Linked DNA regions of Zea mays: regions 2 and 3 are each linked to region 1. Evidence: chromatin contacts called from public Hi-C data. All regions are on one chromosome and are shown on one strand. The core of a region is the stretch at or near the end of the contact, and the rest is flanking DNA. Distances in the headings are between cores, read along the strand shown. Region 1 holds the start of LOC100193686. Region 2 holds the start of LOC100281389. Region 3 holds the start of LOC103653170 (F-box protein At5g39450).

Region 1 (2,953 bases), core at 292-2,791:
TGAAAGGCATGATCCATACATTACAAGTTTACAACTAGTCAACTATTCTCTTTCTCTCTGTCTGTCTTGCTAAATCATGTTCAAAATTTGGAATTCGGATACAGTTCCCTGACAACAGCACGTACGTACTGGCAGTACGTCATTAAGAAGGAAAAGAAGAAGAGAAGCATAATCATCACTCATGGCTTTTACTCACTTCTCCCTAGATATGACAAAGCATCATTGTGCTGGCACAAGAGATGGATAACAGCCAGGAATGTGATTGGTAATAAAGCATGGACGGAAGTCGGAAGACCTGCACTCTAATAACAGCTTTTGGAAAGAAAGAAAAAACAGCTAGGCCCTGGCCCTCCAAGATCATGAGCCAGCTAACACTAACCTTCGAACCGCTTCTTTCAGCTCTCTCTGTGGCTGCGGCGACGCGATGCTCGGGAAACTGGTCAGGGAGGTCGAGCGAACGCCTTGTGTCGTCGAGCACCTCACTGCGACTGATGGCCGCCTGCGCAACCATGCATGGAAATAAAAGGCGTGGAAGACGCGAGCTTTCAGTATGTCAGTTTGACGAACATGAGCAAGAACCGAAGGCGGGTTAGGTTACCCACAGGTATGTGACCGGCGGAGAGTCGCGGCGACACGTCGGGAGCATTTACGTACGACGCGCTCGTTGTTCTGGAAAAAAAAAACACAATGACTGGTTGAGGTCAGAAGGACACCACCGAGCCAACAAGAGGATCGGTGCGTGGTTTAAAGCTACTGACGACTGGATAACTATGATCTTTCTTTCTTTATTTTTTTTTCCAGTAGAATGGCGCCAGAAACATGGTAGCAACTAGCAAGCAGATGACACGGAGCTGGAAAAATGGCTCTGGAAGTGCAGCTGAAGTGTCTGTCTTGCTATTCAGTATTCACCGACAGAAAAGGGATCGAACAGCGGTAGCTGGAAAAAAAAAACAGCTCTGGAAGTACAGCAGAAGCCTAGAACACAAAGTTTCAGCGTTGCTGAGCGGTCCATATCAACTGAAGCGAAGTGAAGTGATCGACAAAGACAGGGCACAGAGAATTGCAGTGTATATAATAATATAAGGAACATACGGTCAGTTTCGCTGGAAAAAAGAAAGAAAGAAAGAAAGAAACAAGGAATAAGTGAATAACTAAAAAAAGCCAGAATGGGTGCTTCATGCTTGATGCTAACTAACCTTCTGGAGTGTCGGTGTTGCAGGCAGGAAGAAGACGAGTGAGCCCCGTTCGGTCTTCTTCCGGCGTCTCTTCCCTTGACCTTGAGCACCGCCGCCGCCGCCGCCTCTGGTCGTCCGCCGGCACTCTCCATGGCGGATGGATGCTGCGCGTGCTTCGGTCACCAAGAAGCGCCAAAGCCGAGCTTCAGCTGTGTGTCATGCGATCTTGCTGCCTGGAATGATGACGAGCGCTACCAACTGAAGGAGGAGGAGGAGGAGGAGGAACAGAATATGGCTCTCAAAGGTCAGCGAAAGCGATGAGCATGGGAGCTAGCCGCGCTAATGGAGCTCGCGGCGGAACACGCGTATAGTACCAGGGGAGGGGAGGCCGTGATGAGAGGCGGGGTGGGATTTGTGGAGGATTATATTGGCCCACGCACGAGCGAGCTCGAGCTGAGGCCAGAGGAAATCATTAGGAAAGCTAATAAAGAGAGGGAGGGGCCGGGAGGACGAAATGAAACCCTGCAGGAAGATACGCGCAGGCCCAGGGCTTCGCGCGCTCGAACGCTCGTCAGGGGAAAAAAGATTAAGAAAAGGAGACGGGCATAAAAGAAAGAAAGAAAGAAGGAAAGGAAGGGAGAAATTGTTAAAGAGGAGCGCAGGCACCTCCGCCATCATCACGATGTAGTCCAGGCTCCAGCAGGCAGAGCTCAGTCCGAACAGTAATGGCGAGGCGAGCAGAGAGAAAGGGTTAGCCGTTAGCGAATAGTAGCTAGCGGGGAGGGATGGCGGCTGGGAGACGGCGACGCGTAGCGGGTGGGTCTCAGTGATGGCGCGCGTCCTGCTGCTGCGTGCATGCTTGCTTTTGCTGCAGGGTGTCATTAGGTACGGTGGCTGCAGCCGATTATTAGGATTAGGTAGCGAGTTGCTTGCTCTGCCGGTGTCCGGTGGGTGCAGCCGATTATTATCGTGATGCATGCATGCATGCAAATCGCAAGGCAAACCACCGCGCAACCACCGTGCCGTCTCTGTTGCGGACCGACGTATACTTGTTCCAGTTCCAGACCTACGTGAGTGGATCCGTTGCGATTCTGCAGCGGCGGTTTGGTTTGGTGTACCCAAAGTGCGTGGTGCGGTTGAGTTGACAGGCGACGACGGACCCTTTTAGGGCCTGTTTGTTTACCCCCATGGATTATATAATCTGGATTATTTTTGGAGGATTATATAATCTGGATTATATAATCTCGGTAGTCCTGTTTGTTTACCCAGATTATTTGAGTTGTTAATAAGATTTTTTTGTATGAGAAAGACAAGAATGCCCTTTATATTTGTACTAGGTTGAAACTCATATATGAAAAAAAAAATCAATTGACATTGGCAAATATTGCATTAGCAATATTATCACGGAAGGCATTCATGTCACCTTCTTCATCCCCAAATTGACTAGTACTAGGCGCAAAAACGATTCGGTGGATTATAATGGCAATGGTGGGTAATTTCTAGGAAACTTGAAAGGGTAGTGGGGAAGTGGGAAAAAAATAATCTGAAATAAGCACCTCCTCACTTGCTTATGGATTATCATAATCCAAGGGGTTAGATTATATAATCTAGTCAAATAAGCTGGACTGTTTGTTTGCCTCTTAAGATTATTTAATCCAAATTATATAATCTCGGGGGTAAACAAACAGGCCCTTAGTCCCCGACATATCAACTAGTACAAATAGCCTGTGTAGTAGAGATGGTTCAGAACCCTTTTACAGGCGTTTTCAGATCCAGCT
Region 2 (2,953 bases), core at 335-2,834, 330 kb after region 1:
CTCACCGGACAGTCCGGTGCACACCGGACATGTCCGGTGCACACCGGACATGACCGGTGAATTATAGCGGAGCGAATTCCCGAAGCTGGCGAGTTCCTGAGACGCTCTTCTTTGGAGCACCGGACACTGTCCGGTGTACACCGGACAGTCCGGTGAATTATAGCGGAGCGCCTCTGGATTTTCCCGAAGGTGAAGAGTTCAGCGTTAAGTCCCCTGGTGAACCGGACACTGTCCGGTGGTGCACCGGACAGTCCGGTGCGCCAGACCAGGGCTGCCTTCGGTTATCCCTTGCTCTTTTTGTTGAACCCAATTCTTGGCCTTTTTATTGGCTAAGTGTGAACCTTTGGCACCTGTATAACTTTCACACTAGAGCAAAACTAGTTAGTCCAATTATTTGTGTTGGGCAATTCAACCACCAAAATCAATTAGGAAATGGGTGTAAGCCTAATTCCCTTTCAATGACAAGTTGTACCACTGCTATAAAATCTATCACGCTTTCTATTATTTGCAGCCTCATCATCTGTATTGAGTCCAAGATTACAATATATCTCATTTTCGCATGGTACTTGTACTCTTCCTTCTTCATCCAATACATTAGAAACTATAATCGAATCCCAGTCCAGTTGTGTTGTTCCATCAATCCTCTGAACTTCCTATATTACAGACAATGCAGGAGCATCCAATCATCAACGATATTATTTTCACAATTAATGACATAGTTCTGTAAATTGAGCTCACCTCACTGCCAACTATTTCCCCCAATGGCACTAGTGGCGCAGTTGAACTCGGTACCCCCAATGGCACTAGTGACGCAGTTGAGCTCGGTGAAGCAAGAGTGGTAAACGGTGATTGCACAAGGTGTAGATCGGGGGAGTTGCAGCCTGGCGAAATGCCAAACGGATCGAACTCCATGGATCCGAACTCAGATAAACCCTAAGCAAGACGAGTCGAGGAGAACTCAGATAAACGGGAGTTGAGAGGAGCGGTTTCGAATGGAGGACGACGAGAACTCACCGCTGCAAGAGGAGGAGAGAAGAAGACGACCGCCAGACGCAGAGGAGACGCAAGAGCTGTCCGCGACGGAGAGAAGAATACGACGCCAGACGACGTCTGAGCACGGCGACGATAATGGCGAAAGGAGACTAATCTCTGTTTGCTCAGCCCCTATTGACCGGCTCGTATCCATTTTAGAGTTTGTCTGTTGGCTGCGTCTCCAAAACAGAGAATCCATCGGCAACGCCTCCAATTTATCGAAACCACTTCTCTGTTGTTTCATAATGGCAATTGTCGCCGCGCTCGACCATTGGCATTATAAAAAAAAATGCATGTTTCAATTTTGTTACTTGTTTTCCAGTGAACTTGGTGAAAATGTGATGGTTATGTTCTTATTCTTGCAACTAGCTCAATCGTTTAAGTTCTCCGCAGCTATTGACGTTGGTTCATGTCGTCTAGACAAACCTCACTCTTTCAATCCATCCAAGAGGGAAGTTTTCCAATAATTTAACCTAGCTGTGTGGTGACAGTGGACGAAGTGTGTGCGGTGTCGAAGGACAAGGTTTTGGCTCTCGGCGCTAGTTTCCCCCGCTCCTCCGGTTTGGACAACCGCTTGCAGCGGCTTCGCTTCGTCCTCCCACCCTCCCCTCGTCCCTCTCCGCTCCGGCGTGCTTCGGTTGCCCACCAAGATCTCTAATTTCCCATCAAACCCTAGCCCTGTCGCCGCCTCCTCACTGCCCTGACCCTCTCCTCCTCACGCTTCCCGTTCCCCATCTCGCCGCCGTTTCTTTGGCCTGGGAGACACGCTCTGCTAGCTGTGTCCGCGTATGGCCTCCGACGGTGCCCCCAGAGGCCGCCGTCCCAAGCGCCCCGCTTCGGGAGGCCTGGTCCAACCCGACGTCCTCACCTACAAGAGACGACGCCGCGGCACCGGCGCCAACGCCGGCCACAGCGCCGTCACGTCGGGCCCCGACCCCGATCCCGTCAAGGTACGCATTGCCCTCCAAACCCTATCTCTTTTGCCATGACGACGACGTGGGTTTTACTAGAGCGAGCGTCTCTCCAGCCTCGTGGTGCCTTCAGTTACTAGTAGATTTCGTTTATACGCCGCTAGATTTCGGATCCGTCTTGCAAAGATTCCCTTTCTGTATCGCAACGTTTGCTCTCTGTGTTAGGGTGTCCTGTAATGCTGTCACTCGTCTTCTTGGGTGACGAATTATATAGCTCAGTGATGGCTCTTGTTTCACGAGATTTGTCATTTTACCCCCTGCTCCCCCCTTGAGCAGAATCAGATGAGCGCGGTGGTGCACGCCACCAATTCCCAGCAAGGTGGGCGCCAAACGCTGGACAGGCACTGGAGAAGCTGGAGGGACACGCTGGAGGGCGTCCTTCGATCCACTGCTGTGAACCAGAGCGCCGGAGGGATTCAGAACTGCATCCGAGATGCGCTCAGATATAATGGTTGGCATCCCACAGAACATGTTAGTAACCCATCCGGTCCTTCAGATTGAACATAGCCTGTGCATGCTCGCCTCGTCTAATGCTTTTCCTCTTGGGAACATACATATCTTTCCCCTAACAAAAGCTTCACTTCTGTTTTCTGGATCTACCAGGGAAACTTAGTTGATGACCGAGGAACAGACGAAGAGGACGCTACTGGAGCTCTACATTCTGAAGAGAGTAGTGGTGCCTTGGTTAAGTTAGAAGATGGAACAGTTGCATCTTTGGAAGCCAACAAGGCGATGTGCCACGACACTCTCTTTGACATTCTAATCTCCGAGAAGTTTGCCATGTTGTGTGATCTGCTAGCTGCAACATTCCACGGCAGTAAGCCAGACGACGTTATTGGTTTGCAAATAATTGATGCCAAGATGAGAAATGGGGATTATGCACAGAACCCTGCGCTGTTTGACCATGATATTAAGCAGGTACCTGTTTGTTTGTTTCACTGGTTCCTTCT
Region 3 (2,953 bases), core at 138-2,637, 310 kb after region 1:
CTTAACCAGTTAACCTCAAGCAAGCAAGTTTCAGACCATGGAGTCAAATCCAACAGTGTGATGGCATCTAATGACCTTTTGACGACTAACGAAGCATACATAGCAGCGTAGCTAGATCCAAGCACGCATAAGAACAATATAGAGATTTCATTCCATCAACCACGACGGGAGGGGGCGGAGCGCGGGCGCGTATACCTTCCAGTCGACGGCGTGGAAGAAGCCAACGAAGGAGTCGACGGCGGGCGCGAAGCCGGTGCGCACTTCGGAGGAGACGCGACCGAAGAGGTCGGCAACCACGTCGGCGTGCTCGTTGAGGGCCGAGCGCACCTCCTCCACCGCGCGGCCGAGCACCGACGACCCCGGCGCCGCAGCCTCGTGGCCCATTTCCCTCCCTCCCTCGCTCTAGATCTCTCTCCTCTGCAGTCAGCGGAACTCGGGATCGATCTGCATCTGCTCAGAAAAATGCAAATGAATCGGCTCTCCCTTCCCTTACTGGGCTTCATGAAAATGGGTTAGGCCAAAGCCAACCGAGGCCCGTTTAAAGATGGGCTGGCCCCGTATTTTCTCTCGGAAAAGTGCTGTCCCACCGTTTTCAATTCTCCAAAAAAATGATGCCTTTTCCTGAAAAAAAACTTTTGCATTGGTCTAATTTCCTGAGTAATTTTAGACTCTTCATTTTATTCTATTTTAGTTCCTAAATTATCAAATACGAAAATTAAAATAGAGTTTTAATTTTTATATTTAATAATTTAGCGAATAAAATATAGGGACTTAAAATTAGTCATTAGAATACATGCCTCAGTTCTCAAAAGCACTTGAGCTTTTTGAGAGCAACGATACCGAAGAAAATTGAAGAAACTAAAATCATCTTACTATTAAATTTTGAAACCAATGATTTGAGGGTCTAAAATCATCTTCTATTAAATTTTAAATAGCAAGATAAATTTTGCCCCGGCAATCCATCCAATATTCTTGCTCTTAAATAAGCCTTAAGATACCTTCCTATCCAGTAGTTAAAAGTGAAAATTTAACTAGTTGCCGTCACAATAATAAGATAATAAGATGAATGGCAAATGCATTGTCATTTCGTGAGAATGATGAACCCTTCTAAAACTAAAATTTAAGCATTTGAATTCTAGCAAGGCAGTTTGTGAAAGCAAAATTTTCAAACTTGGGAGTAAACGGTTCTTATTCTTGCATAAGTGGTTTATAATAAACGATTATCCAAAAAGTGGAAGGAAAGCAGCAGGTCCAATTCTAATTTCTAAAGTTAGGGGGTTATTGATAGCAGCTTCAGTGGTGCGTGTGCGTTCGGTCTGATAGTAGTGGACACGAGACTGATGCCGTCCGGATTAATATTTTTTTATTTATAAACCTCCCCGACCACGACGACGACGCCGAGGAGGAATTATTATCGTGGTGGGCGAGGAGGAAGAAGAAATCTGAGGGAGGGAACAGAGCAGCTCCCCACCCACCCACCCCAAATCCCCACGATGCTCGCCGTCGCCAGGGACGGCGCCGACCTCATCCTCTCCCTCCCGGAGGACGTGCTGGCGCTCATCTCGGCGCACCTCCGACCCCGCGACCTCCTCGCGCTGTCCGCCGCGTCCCGCCGCCTCCGCCGCGCGCTCTCGGCCGACAAGGCGTGGCTGGCGCAGTGCCGCCGCCTGCTGCCCTCGCAGCCGCACCTGCTCGCGTGGCGCGCCGCCGCCGCGGGCTCCTCCCTCGCCGTCTGCCGCTTCCTCCACTCCGCCGCGCCGCTGCTCGGCCTCTGGGCGCACCAGAACCCCGAGCTCGGCAACCTCGTCGCTGCTGTCCCGGGCTTCCTCTCCGTCGTCGCCGCCCGCGCCATACCGCAGGAGCTCTCCCCGCGCCTCCGCTGGGCGCCCGTCTTCGAGCTCCTTGCCGACGCCCACGGCCGCCCCGCGCTCCTCTTCCTCCACGGCCACCACCACGCCCACCTCTTCCCAGGCCTGCTCGCCTCCCTGCAGCCCCACGCCAACGTCATCTTTCTCGAGGCGCACATCGCCAGGGATCCGTTCGCTTCCTCCTCCTCCTCCAGCCCACACCGCTTCGCCCGCCTCTCCTTCGGCGACCGCCGCCGCCTGCTCGACTCCCTCGTCGCCGCCTGTCGGGTCACGCTGCCGCCCGACCTCGTCGACGCCCCGCTCTTCGCGTGCTCCGAGGACGACCTCCCGCTGCTCGCCGCGCGCCGGGAGGCCATGCTGCGCCTGCACAGGGAGTCCGCGGGGGGCATGGTGCGCACGCCGGAGGTCCAGGGCCTCCTTCTGGAAGCCAGGAAGAAGGCGACAACGACGACCACGACCGACGGTGGGCACAGGATTCCCCTGCGGAGGAGCCTCTCTGCCGTGGCGGGGTATTTCAGGAACGGCCTGCGCCAGATGGTCACACGGTCAGTGTCTGCAAATTCCAGGGCCGACAATGTGGACGCCAAACATCTCTCCTTGTCTGACTTCCTACACGACGGGGAGAGTGTCGGGCTGAGCCTCCGCGGCGCAAGAATGCGGCTGTCCACTTACCGTGCGTGGCCGAGCATGCATGACAACCGGTTCGCGCTCTACAAGCTCAGGGTGCAGGCGCCCATGCCGGGAAGGGAGTACGCCGGTCTGTGGGGAGGCACATTCGGGTGGCCACCGGGGCGGCCAGACGATGGATGCAAGCCCAAGAAGGCTCTCTTCTTTCTGCTACTCTCATATGAAGAGGACAGTGAGGGGAAGCTTCAGCTGATCGCGACCAAGGTGTTGGAGGGAACACACTATGTTGTCCATCCCAATGGGTCTTCAATGTTTATAACGAGGATGAGTGAGCCATCAACAGAGCCCTTTCCGTGGCAGACTGATGGGGAGTTTGATGTCGAGAGGAGCTTCGCAGGCGAGGGCATTGCCAATGGGTATGGCTTCAGATACCCTAGCTCAAAGCCTGGTTCATTGTT

The links. Hi-C and Micro-C count contacts between places; a contact is called where the count stands out from the background.
Region 2: a Hi-C map of ear shows a contact between it and region 1, with 2.0 times the contacts expected there. The contact joins the promoter of LOC100281389 here to the promoter of LOC100193686 in region 1. A contact is called at or near these places in 2 of 25 Hi-C or Micro-C datasets (ear and tassel).
Region 3: a Hi-C map of bundle sheath shows a contact between it and region 1, with 3 times the contacts expected there. The contact joins the promoter of LOC103653170 here to the promoter of LOC100193686 in region 1. A contact is called at or near these places in 7 of 25 Hi-C or Micro-C datasets (bundle sheath, ear, endosperm and 3 more) and 1 of 3 datasets of contacts at active chromatin or transcription factors (leaf).

Annotation. Positions count from the first base shown.
Region 1 is chr4:42,762,337-42,765,289 of Zm-B73-REFERENCE-NAM-5.0, reverse strand. LOC100193686 reads right to left here and starts at 1,541. Exons shown (of 11, transcript NM_001138778.1): 1 at 1,197-1,541; 2 at 603-669; 3 at 380-499. The coding sequence starts at 1,327.
Region 2 is chr4:42,427,835-42,430,787 of Zm-B73-REFERENCE-NAM-5.0, reverse strand. It overlaps LOC100281389, which reads left to right and starts at 1,584. Exons shown (of 6, transcript NM_001154307.1): 1 at 1,584-1,982; 2 at 2,280-2,474; 3 at 2,607-2,921. The coding sequence starts at 1,821.
Region 3 is chr4:42,456,676-42,459,628 of Zm-B73-REFERENCE-NAM-5.0, reverse strand. LOC103653170 (F-box protein At5g39450) reads left to right here and starts at 1,387. Exons shown (of 2, transcript XM_008680132.4): 1 at 1,387-2,953. The coding sequence starts at 1,494. LOC100283849 reads right to left here and starts at 510. Exons shown (of 4, transcript NM_001156747.1): 1 at 196-510. The coding sequence starts at 384.